2 separate regions of the Mus musculus genome follow, and region 1 is linked to region 2. Evidence: chromatin contacts called from public HiChIP or PLAC-seq data. All regions are on one chromosome and are shown on one strand. Each heading gives the region's core, a stretch centred on a gene start, on an enhancer-like site or on the middle of the called end of the contact. The rest is flanking DNA. Distances are from core to core; before and after follow the strand shown.

Region 1 (6,050 bases), core at 471-2,970, 210 kb before region 2:
TGGGCCCTCTGTGTATCAATCAAGAAAAACAAGGTCTTGAGCCAGGAAAATGGCTTAGTGGGTAAAGGTGCTTATGGGCAAGCCTGGTGTCCTGAGTTTAATGTTTGGTGGAAGGAAGGAACAAGTCCCTGCAAGGTGCCCTCCGGCCTCCACATACACGTAGTAGCATGCACATACCAAGCCCCCACCCCACCCCAAAAAAAGTAAATTCTGAAAGACATTAAAAAACAAGGCTTCAAAATCCTTCCCTTCCCATGCAAACGACCCTTAAACTCCCCAACCCCCACTCCACCCCACCCCGCACCATGTAGTTCCCTAAGAGGACAGTGGTTCTAACGCAAAGTCAATGTCACAGGAAAGAAAAAGAGTGACAGATGGCCATGCAGTGCCCAAGGCAGGGGCAGGAAGAAGCTGGCAATGCTGGGGCAAGCCTGGTAGGTCTCACAACAGGACCCTGCTGCCTGTCCTTAGAGCCAGGGCCACCTCATGCTGGGGTGGAGGAACTTCCTGTTGGGTGCGGTGGCCCCTGGGAGCTGGGTTACAAGGGCATTTAGTAGGGAAGGGCAGCCACTGGTGTCTGACTCACCCTGAAGATGGAATGATAAGCTCTGGATGGAACAACACTGTGCTTGGGACCAGAAACTGCGGGCTCTTTACTGCCCAGAGGCTGGGGGAGACAAGACGGTGATCACAACAGACGCTGACTTCTCTAGGCACTGGACTGTCTGTTGTGCTTCCCTCTCTGGGTCTCCAAATGCAAATCCTAGCTGCTTCGAGGACCCTGTCTGAGGGTCCACTCTGACAATAGCAACAGCCTGTGCGTTCTTGGGAAGACACCTGTCTTGCTAGTCTATACCCTCAGGCCCGACACCTGCTCCGCATAGAGTGTGCGCTCCAGCTGACAACCCAGTGGGAAACCAGGCTGCGCTGACTGTGTGGCCCTGGGCAAGTCTGGCTGTGGTTTCCTCATCTCTGAGAACAAGGACAATCATGGTGACATCATCAAAGTATTACAAGACGGAAATGATGGGGGCGGAAGGGAAAACCTGCAGCTTGGGTGGGCAGGTAGCTCCCAGAAGAGCAAGGAGGAGAGGACTGTAGATTGGGCACAGGGCTGCAGTCCTAACAGCTGGCACCTACAGAGGTCACAGGGGGCTTTCATTCCCATGGGTCTTCTGTGATGCTCTCAGCAAACCTCTGAACAGAAGAACACTGTATGTCCTAATGCCTGCTTCATCAAGGGCATGAGACAATGTTAGGGCATGTTAGACGATGCCTTCGAAGGGATGGGGAGGTGGCTCAGCAGAGAAGAGCGCTGGCTGTTCTTCAAGAGGACGTCAGTTCAATTCCCTGCACCCACAGGGTAGCTCAAAACCACTTAAAACTACACGTCTAGGGGATCAGACACCTTCTGGCCTCCATGTGGGTACCAGCCATAGGCATGGGTCTTCTGGTCCTCACTCAGAGCTCACAAAGTGTGACATGGCAGGCTGGGGACCACCAGGCCAGAAGTAGGTCACAGCAGGAGCCACAGCTCTCCTGTGGGTACAGCTAGTCTATAGAGGCCTGTGGACAGAGAAAGAGAAAGAAAAAAACAAAGTGCCTGGCTGGCAGCTGGCAAAGCAGCAAGGAAGCCGGAGATAAGGCCCAGAATAGGAGCTGGAATTAGGTCTGAAGTCAGGCAGGACAGGCTGCAGAGAGACTGGGAGGAGGCAGCGAGGCTGAGACTCTGGTAGTGACTCACCGGGGAAAAGAAGGTGCCTTGGACAAAGGAGGTGGCAGTGCTATGGGGACAAAGAGAAAGGGTGTGGCAGCTTTCTTGCAGACTAGAGCTGAGGCTTGAGATGTGTACAGAGGCTGTGAGGGGTCCATGCTGGCCAAAATACCCTCAGCGATAGGAAAGAGGGCTCCTGGTTGCAGAAGAAAGGCAGGACTAGCCCCACTGTCCACTGAGACCGGGCAGCAGCATGCCAGGCTGATGCAGCTTCTGCCGCATCCCATGGCTTTGAGCCTGGGATCACTGATATCCTATGTGTGGTAGAGGAACATAGGGCACTGGCCTCAGGCCAAGTCAGCTCTTGTTCTTTCCAGAAGTACAACTGGGCATCCTGCCACAAGTGCAAGGGAGGCAGCAGGTAACTCCTCCCTCCCACATATTTCCTTTATAAGTCCACAGACATTGGCCAGATCCCTGATGCTAGGAATTGCATGCATTGCAAGCTGGGAGCTAAGGAGAAAAAGCATTAGCACACACTGAGAATTCAAGTGTGACGGGGATCCTTACCCCAGGTACCTGGTCAGACTCGAGGGGCAACGCCCCCCCCCCCCCCACACACACACACACATACCAGGTTTGAGAGGGTACAGCTTTCTGGAGAAAAGCCCAGAATGCTTTTGGATTCTTAGAGGGCAAGGTTGGAAGGGGGCAATGGCACACAGACCCAGAACAAGGAAGGGATGGTATTGACAGCATGACAAGAGGCAGTGGCTCTCTAGGTGGCTGGGGAGAGTCTCTAAAGTACACCTCCCTTGTCCTGCCTGTTAAAGAATGAATGGGAGGGGCAGGGGGCAGAGGGAGGGCAGAACAGGGAACAACTGGTACAGATGGGTGAGCACACGTCCTTTCCAGTGCCCAGGACTTCACCCTCCCCAGCAGCAGCAGGAAATAACCAACTGGAAGGTTAGGCAGAGGGCACAGCACAAACCACAGCCCCCTTTCCCTTTCCAGGGAGCCAGACTAGACCATTTCACCTGGGCAGCCCAGAACTGAGGCTCTGAACTCCCAAACTCCTGACGGGCTTCTCCTTACAGGAAGCCCTGAGGCATACAGGAAGCCTACACCTCAGGCTTGGACTGAGGTGAGGACAAGGAAAACCTTATACCAATCCGCACCCATGTTGGGGTTGCAAGCAAACTGCAGGACCCTTTTTGGGACAGGTGGCCCTGGCGGTACTTCAGCAGGGACACTTGAGGCTTAAGTAAGGGGACCAGGTCCACTGTCCCATGCACACCTTCTGCTCCATGATGCCTACTATGGGAATGCTTACTGGAATCCTGGCCAAGGTTCAAATCCTGCTGCCCAACAGTGATGGGCCAGGCTCATACCTGACTCTTGTGCTATTTTTCCTAGGGAGTCACCACCACCCACCCAGCACCTTGGTTCAATAAAACTCAAGAGAGCGGCCGGGCATGGTGGCACATGCCTTTAATCCCAGCACTTGGGAGGCAGAGGCAGGTGGATTTCTGAATTCGAGGCCAGCCTGGTCTACAAAGTGAGTTCCAGGACAGCCAGGGCTATACAGAGAAACCTTGTCTTGAAAAAAACCAAAAAAAAAAAAAAAAAAAAAAAAAAAAAAAAAAAAAAAAAAAAAACCAAAACAAACAAAAAAAACTCAAGAGAGCTGACAGCCAGTTGAATTACTGGAAGCACAACAGACTCTACCAACTGAGCCACATCCCAGCTCAATCTTGCCTACTTTTGGAGAGAACAGGAGAGATAAAATGTAAGTAGGGTCAATAAAACAAAAGAGCATCAATCACACTAGGGTCCCAATGACTAGGTGAGCTCTTTCGGGAGTTGGACGCAAACATTCACTTCTGTCCTGCTTTTCCCACTTGTGAGTGATAACATTATATAAGCAACTTACTTAAATTGAGTAATACTGATATTACTGAACAAGATCAAGTTTATCCAATTAACCACTGCAAACATTTTATAAGGTCAGCATTCCTTCCTGTTTTCGTAGATGAGCAAATCAGAGGCACAGCGTAATTAAGTAACTCATCCAGAGTCACACGGCCTGGGGCTGACAGAACCCCAGTGGGGGAGGGGGAAGGGTGGCCTTCAAGCTGCTCCTCTCTGAATGCCTGCTCCTTGCTCTGGTCCAATTCTTGCCCTGACATGGCACACAGCTAGTCTCAGTCAGTCTGTCTGTCTCTCTCTCTCCCTGACTGACCTGGAGCTCTAGATACAGACTACAAATGGCCTTGAACTCACAGATGCCAAGCATGTCTGGCCTCTCTGTTAGACTCTAAAGCACTTTTACGACACACCACGGGGTTGAAAGGGCTTCTGATACCATTCTAGAGTCATATAAGCCAACTGTCAAAAGCCCCAAACACAACCATTTCTGGGCCAGAAACTCCAGTTCAGAAAGTCGAAGCAACCAGAACAATTCAGGCAGAGGTATTCAGAACAGCGAACAGCGCTCAGCGCTCGTCGCAAGGGATAATTGGAACTGTGATGCTGGGCATCATCTAGAGGGCCAGCTGCTCAGTGAAACAGAATGTGAGGGCACAGCTGAGTCCCACACTAACTACAGAGCCAAGGTTGCTACCATGGCAACACTACACTTAGACACGGCTAAAGACTTGATGGGGTGGAGCTGCCCAGCACAACTGTGTGCAATATCTTTCCATTTTACTTCCATTGTCAAAAATTTACCAACAGCCAGGCGTGGTGGCACATGCCTTTAATTCCAGCACTCGGGAGGCAGAGGCAGGCAGATTTCTGAGTTCGAGGCCAGCCTGGTCTACAGAGTGAGTTCCAGGACAGCCAGGGCTACACAGAGAAACCCTGACTCAAAAAACCAAACAAAAAAAAAAAGAAAAAAAAATTACCAACAAACAAAAGCAACCAGCAAATCCACACTCAAGGGACTTATTGTCTTGGCCATGCTAACCCTGAACTGTTTCCGACCCTGACTGGGAAGCAGACCTCAAAAGCCTAGTCAGTGTCTTAGGACACCCCCAACCCCAGCATTGCAGGGCCCAGACAGGGCTGGCTGAGGCCGGCACACACCAGCATCCCTTTGTAATCTGACTATACACAGCAGCAGACACAACAGACACAGCAAGCCTGGTCCCCTAAATTAGTAGAGACACCTCTGTTATGCAGGGCTCATTATTCACTGAGCATTTTCAGCTAAGATGCTAAACGGTGAGGTCATTTCCCCCTCCTTCCCACCTGGCCTCACTTCCCTCTTTTCTTGGAGGGGAAAAGCTGCCTCAGCAGCAAAGCAGAACTCCTGACTGCCAAGACTTCCTCACCCACTCTCAGCCTAGGTGCTAGAAAGCCCATCACAGAGCCCCGAGGAGGCTGCAAGGTGCAAGACTTCTAGTGTGCCAGCTTCCCGGGGAAGGTGTAGCTGGTCTTTGGCTACTTTTTGGGTTCTTCTTTCTTCCACCCTTCTCCACACTTTTTCCAACCATTTCAACCCCCAACACTAAATAGAAGAGAAAAAAGGACAGAAAAGAAAGGGGGTGACGCTATTGTTAGACTACTTCCTGATGATTAGAGGTGTCGAGTTCCTTGGGACTAGTTCAGTCTTCGTCATCAGGATATCTAATTTCTTGTCTCTTCTTCTTGCAGTACTACTTAACAAACCATGACCAACAGCCAATGACTCATCTTACTTCACAGGGCCCTACCAGCCTCCGAAAAGTCCCCAGAGTTTGCACCATCACACAATCCCAGAAACTATTTGCTGCTGGCAAAATCATGCCCCTGCTAGAGCATGAGGCAAATCATAGTCAGCTGCAGTGGACAGTCTGAAGCAGCCCCATATTCCCCCACCTGGATTAAAACAAAAACGTAGAGGCCCATTGGACTTGCAAACTTTATATGCCCCAGTACAGGGGAACACCAGGGCCAAAAAGGGGGAGTGGGTGGGCAGGGGAGTGGGGGTGGGTGGATATGGGGGACTTTTGGTATAGCATTGGAAATGTAAATGAGCTAAATACCTAATAAAAAATGGAAAACAAAACAAAACAAAAAAACAAAAAAAAACAAAAACGTATTCTTATAATAGTTCTGTGTTGGTTTTTTGTTGTTGTTTTTTGGTTTTGTTTTGTTTTTTGTTTTTTAAATAAACCAAGATTCCAAAATTGTCACTAGAGGAAGGTGCCTGGGACCTCTTCCGGGACTTCATGGTAGTCAGCCAGGGAAGGGTCAACTGATCATCAGTTGTGGGCCTGGTACAGCCACCCAGCATCTCTGTTCCTGCTGCTGCTAGGCCAGGCTGGAAGAGCACATGGCTTCCCCTTCCTCC
Region 2 (6,153 bases), core at 3,490-5,989:
TTATATTCTCACCACTTTCATTTTTTAAAAAGATAAGGTTTGTTTTGTTTATATTTTATGTGTACGGGTATTTTTTCTACATAAATATCTGCATACAACATGATCAGTGCCCACAGTGACCAGAAAAGGGTATTGGATCCTCTGGAACTAGAGTTAAAGAGTGTTGTTAGCCACCATGTGGGTGCTGGGAATTGAACCTAGGTCCTCTGAAAGAACAGCAAGTGCTCTTAACTGTGGACCCATCTCTCCAGGCTCCTCCAAACAGGGAGCCACACATACATTCTTTACCCATTTATATAACACTAAACATTAAACATTAAAACAAATGCTGGTGGAGCTTTGTGGGATGGACACTTTGTAAAACAAGAGAATAGAAGCGATAGGGGGGCCAGCTTAGTTAAAAGACTTTCTAATATGAAGAGTCATCTCATAACAGAAAATACTTTGAGGTCACAGACACTAAGGATCAAGCCAAGTCAACTGCTAGTTAAGAGAGATGTTGCCAAAGGGGCTGCTGCACTGAGTCCAGATAGTGGAGGAGCAAAGAACTGATTAAGTAGAATTGATAATCCAACTAATTTTGTTTTCTTTTAAGACCAGGGCTTGTATATCTATCTCATGCTGGCCTTTTGTAAGAATTAATTTTAAACATTAGTTAAACTTTTGTGGGAATCAGAAAACAGATTGTGGGGTCAGAGTTCTTTCTTTCCACTTTTACATGGGCTCCACTGTTCATTCTCTCCATTTTTACATGAGCTCCAGGGAGGAAACTCAGGTCGCCAGGTTAACAAGGCAAATGAGTCATCTCACAGGTCCAAGGCTGTCCTTTACCTCCTGTGCTCCTGTCTCCTTCTCAAGGACTGTATTACAGACGTAGACTGTGGAGCCCTATTGAATTTTATGACGTTAAGGGGGACTGAAAACTTGATCGCTTTTTCAAGTGTCTCATGACGTACAGTGATGATCAAGGACACAAGATCCCAAGAGCTCCAAGGAAAGAGAAGTAAAAATCTACTTGTAAAAATCATTAATTTTGTTAAGTCTAGCTAAATTACACATGAAAAAAAAATCAAGAAAAGCTGATGAAAATATACTAAATGGGTGGCTGACATGAAGAGGTGCATGACTTTAATCCCAGTCATTTTGTCACTTTGGAGACAAAGGCAGGAGGATCTCTGTGAGTTTGAGGCCAGACTGGTCTATAGAGTGAGTCCCAGGACAGCCAGGGCTACACAGAGAAACTCTGTCTTAAAAAAAATTCATATTTGCATATATACACAAATATATACTATACTAAAAATGTCATTCTTATTAGGCAAATTAGCATAGTAGAGTTTTAAGATGAAACAGTGTGTGTGTGTACACTCACTTGTAAGTGCATGTAGAGGCTAGCAGTAGAAATGGGATGTCTACCCCATTGATCTCCACCTTATGTTTTGAAGCAAGGTTTGTCAGTGAACTTGGAGCTCACCATTTTTGGCTATACTTGCAGGCCAGAAAGCCCACAGAGATGCATCTGTCTCTGTTCTCGAAGCCTTTATGTGGGAGCTAGGGATCCAAACTCAGCTCTTCACGCTTGAATCGGCACGGACTTTACCCAGTGAGACACCTTAGAGCCCTAAGATGGGCCCTTCCTGAGAGCCAGGTGCCGGTGGCAGTGCTATGCTTACCTAACATCTCTGGACTCGGGTGGTAGAGGCATTAAGGTCAGAAGAAGTTCAAGATCATTCTCAGCTACATATGGAGGTCAAGGCCAGTCTGGGATAAACAAGGCCCTGGCTCAAAGAAGACAAACCCATTTGGAACTACTATTTTTTTTTCTTTTTCTTCAAAGACAGGGTTTCTCTGTGTAGCCATGGCTGTTCTGGAATTCACTCTGTAGTTTGGGCTGGCCTAGAACTCTGAGATCTGACTGCCTCTGCCTCCCGAGTGTTGGGACTAAAGGTGTGCGCCACCACCACTTGGCTTTTTGGAACTACTATTGCACAATGTACAAAGTTTAAGTACAGAGAAGGTCCACAGAGCATGACATAGGCTTCACTGTACATTTCCCTTTAAATTGTCCCATCAGGGTTGGGCCAGTTTAAAAAGGAATGAAGCCCCTGCCCCTAAAGCAACCTGTAGTTTTAAAGGAGGAGGAGACAGGGAAGGAGTAGGAGGGCAGGTAGACAGGTGAGCAGACGGGGACACAGGGTTGGGGGGATGGGGGGGGGAGTGGGGTGGAATAGCAAGCATATAGCCGCAAAAGTGAAATGCCAGACAAAGGAGTTGATTCACTCTTCTAACATTCTGAAGGGATGTTTAGTAATTTTTTAAATACCTTTACGGAAAAACGCTCTCACGTGACACAGAACTACTGCTAGTATGTATTAAAGTCATTTAAGCGGCCGAGTGTGGTGGCACATGCATCTAATCTTAGCACTCTGAAAGCACAGGCAGGTGGGTCTATGAGTTTGGTCTACGAATCCAGCTTCAGGCCAGCCAAGGCTACATACTGAGACCCTGTGTCAAACAAACAAGGCTTTTGAGGGCCCACAAGATGTCACTGGTAAAGGCACCTGCCACAAAGCTTGATGGCCTGAGTTTGATCCTCAGAACCTACATGGTCAAAGAAGAGACCCAGTTCCTCCAAGTTACCCTCTGTGTCCACACATGTCACTGTTTCATGAGTCTTCCCTAGCACTCTGCTGGATCTTTCCAATTTTTTTGTTTTTGTTTTTGTTTTTAGAAAATTAATCTGAAAAATATTGGAGTAAGAAAAGAACATAGTTTGGCTGAACATTTTGTGTGTGTGTGTGTGTGTGTGTGTGTGTGTGTGTGTGTGTGTCTGCAAATTTGAGCTCTAGAAAAAAATCACACGGCCTCTAACTTGGACCCCACATTAAGGAGACTGAAGGTTTCACTTCCGAGTTTACTTTCTGTTACTGAGAACTGAGAACAGAGAGAAGTGGTTTGTTGTTCACGATTAAAAAAAAATAAAGTCTTCCTTGCGAAAGGGTGTCACTGTGTAGCCCAGGTTGGCTTTGAACTCACAATTCTCTTGTCTTAGCTTCCCAAGTATTGGGGTTAGTATCTCCAGATGGGAGCTGTGCTTCTTTTACTCAATACTCAGTTTCTACAGCTCTGGGAAACCTTTCTGAACACAAGCCCCAAGAGTCTTATCTTCCTGCCCAGGAAGGTTCCAGTGCCGTTGAGTATAACATCTAGAAGGAATTACAAAGAATCCAGAGAGTTCTGGAAGCGGGTTCACAGGCCAGCTCAAAGGCTGCTCCAGAGCTTTCCCCCCCGTTTCTGCCCTACAACTTCCAACGCGCGCGTGCACATGCAGCCCCCCCATCCGACCTTTCCAGGGTCCTCCGGATGCTCATGCCGCCGAGCATCCCTGGAGTCATGCGCAGTTGGCAACAAGCCTTTCCGAGGGTCTATACTCCTCTCGGGAGCCCACTAGCCAACAGTGCCGCGGAAGGAAGCACATGCCATTTCGCACTTACTGAGGTACTGCTTGCTACCGTTCTTATGCCGCTTCATTTATGTGGGCTTCAGCTCCCAAGTCAAATTACAAGCTGCTTGAGGATAAGGGTCGTGCCGTTTACCTCTTGTGATGCCCCCCACAAGGTCCAGAACAGCGCCCAGCACACACCAGGTGCTCAAGAAATGGTAGTTGATGGTGATACTCATGGCTGGAAGTCAGAGGGTGACTGAATCTCCATAGGTGGGTCCACCATCTTCAGCCACTACTGAGAGAGTGCCAAGGTATGTGATATGTCACTCCCCTCCCACACTACTCTAATCCCTGAACTTGCAGCGTTCTGGGGAGGATACTTCATTTCCCAGTACAAGAAGCCATGCTCAGTCTCAAGATACCCTCCCATTAGGTAGTGTTTTTTCCCCCTCAGGATGGAATACTCCCAGAAATCTGAACACAGTCCTTACATACTTCACATAATAAAGTGACTCTGACGAGCCACCAGGAGACCTCTGTGCTGAGAGAGTCAGTGTTTCTCCATTTGTTTTGGGCTTGGGAATGAGCAGGATATACATTAACACCCACGAAGGCTTGACAAGAAGTCAATGGGATTACTCATAGGCACTAGGCGTTCATACCTACCATGCTCTTACCTCGATCAGGGATAAAGACTAAGAAACAAACACCCTTTAAACCCACAACACTGGGTCCTACTGCATCTCAGCATGAGATGAACCCAAAGTTTGCACCCAGGCAAAACTGGCCACTCTCCTATTTCTCACCCAGTGTGTGGAATGCTTTTCTAAAATGTGTGTGACAGATTGCCTTGGTCCCATTCCTGTGCCCCTCTAGAGGGTTTTCCTCTTCGGTAGTTAGAAGGCTCTAAGTGATGACACCGTGTCTTAATGATCTCTGACACTCAAACTCACGCCCTCTCCGTCTAAGGCAAGTCGTGGGACCTCAGTGGAGACTCGTGGGACTAAGGAACATCAGAAACTCCTAGCTCCCCTAAGCTGCGACCAGGTTGAAAGGAGCATCTCCAGGGGTGTCTCCGATTTTTTTTTTTTTTTCACAAATAAAAGAACCAAAGGAGTTAGGAACCCAGCCACTGACAGCAGCTGGGAGGATATCCCCACCAGGTTTCCCTTTTACCTAACGCCACCGGCTCGTGACCACTGCTCACCTCGCGGGGCAGTGGCGCTCGGGTAGAGCGACCGCTAGAACTGCAGCAACTTGAGGGAGCTCTGTTCGCAACCAGGACAGCTAGCCGACTGGCTGTGTACACAGTCGCCATGGCAACAGGAAGCCTGCAGGGATTACGGAAGTAGTGTAGGGTGGTGGCGGAATTTAAGCCCACATTTCTCCGTTAAAGATACAGGGAAAGTCAGAGCTGAACAAAGAAGACAGAGATGGAGTCAATTAACCTGGAAGGCTTAGAGTAGCTGTATATGCGAAGCCTGAGTTTGAGTTACGGGGGGAAAAAGGCTATGTATAAACCAGGAAGCGGGGCAGCGAGACTTCCGGTGTCGAGGACTTTGTGGGTACGGTGGCCGCGCAGGCCAGTGAGATTCCGGCTTCGCGTTCTGGGCAGCCTTCAGCGTGAGCCCTTGCCCCGCCCTGGTTAGTGTGAAGCCTGCTGGCCAGGCCTGCGCAGTTGCGGCGGCCGGGGAAGATGGTGGAGGACGGCGCGGAGGAGCTGGAGGACTTGGTGCATTTCTCCGTGTCGGAGTTGCCTAGTCGCGGCTACGGCGTCATGGAGGAGATCCGGCGGCAGGGCAAGCTATGCGACGTGACGCTAAAGGTACCATGGTCTGGGCGGTGGCTGGCTGAGGGGAAAGGGACTGAGCGGGAAGAAAAGGGTGGTGGACAGGGGAAGAGTGGTCCAGCCGACTGTGGGTGGAGAAAGGTTAGAGGGGAACAGAGTAGTAGAGAGCGGTGCCAAGCGCAGAGGGGGAAATGAGGCCAAGTTGGGAGAGTAAAGGGGACAGCCGTTCAGCCATTGGAAGGAAAGATTGAGAGGTGTGCCTCTGACGCCCTAAGAGCAGGAGACATTGGGGTATCCGCCTCCTTTTCTGTCATACAGAAAAGAGAAAATGTTCTTACAGGCAGACCATGGAGGAAGGGGCGGTGGCTGACTCCACATTCCGATGGGTACCACTAAGACATCCTATCTTGTCCTAAAGTCATTTCTTTGGGCTCCTTGAAGTTGGCTGTGCTGTTGTAAATGCTAAGCCTTCTCTTCAGGAGTCATTGCTTGCCCTTGGCGCTTTTAGAATCGGATCTGGAAATCTTTTGATGTGGGCTACTCTCTTCCATGCTGGAAAACAATCTACTGTCACCACCTTAAAAGGTCCTGGAGGCCAGGCTAAAGGACTGTTTGGGGAGAGGGATATTTTTGCCACCTGTTCCCATCCAGCATTCTGGTCTGGTGTCAAGGGCCAGTGCCCCCTGTGCTTTGAGTCGTGCAGGGCTGCACCTTGGTGCCCTGCTGAGCCAGGTAGATCCCTCCAGGTGGGGATACTGCCTGCCTGTGGTTTTTCCTGTTGGACCTTGCCTGGAAGGCTCTTACTGTCTCGGTGTGACACTCCCTCTTCCTGTTTCAAAACAACAGAAAGACACAGACACCTCTTAGACTTTATCTTCTACTGAGTTAAGGAAGCATTGCTTCTCCATGTATTCGAGTCAGA

The links. HiChIP or PLAC-seq counts read pairs in DNA pulled down with a chosen protein or histone mark.
Region 1: a contact with region 2 is called in an HNF4G HiChIP or PLAC-seq map of pancreatic cancer cells. The contact joins the enhancer-like site here to the promoter of Kif9 in region 2. A contact is called at or near these places in 1 of 39 promoter capture datasets (cranial neural crest), 4 of 115 datasets of contacts at active chromatin or transcription factors (effector CD8 T cells, extraembryonic endoderm stem cells, pancreatic cancer cells and 1 more) and 3 of 9 other capture datasets (adipose tissue, liver and pancreatic islet).

What each region holds. Positions count from the first base shown.
Region 1 is chr9:110,680,276-110,686,325 of GRCm38.p6, reverse strand. The region is part of intron 1 of Ccdc12 (coiled-coil domain containing 12); the gene reads right to left. Among named protein-coding and RNA genes, the nearest start is that of Gm35715, 8.1 kb to the right of the region's middle. Within about 2 kb of position 1,720, at least 231 of the 459 cell types and tissues checked have an H3K27ac peak or open chromatin away from gene starts, as enhancers often do. A contact at or near this core is called in adipose tissue, extraembryonic endoderm stem cells, pancreatic cancer cells and 1 more, where this site is marked.
Region 2 is chr9:110,475,580-110,481,732 of GRCm38.p6, reverse strand. It overlaps Kif9 (kinesin family member 9), which reads right to left and starts at 4,739. Exons shown (of 21, transcript NM_001163569.1): 1 at 4,619-4,739. Klhl18 (kelch-like 18) reads left to right here and starts at 5,039. Exons shown (of 10, transcript NM_177771.5): 1 at 5,039-5,267. The coding sequence starts at 5,139.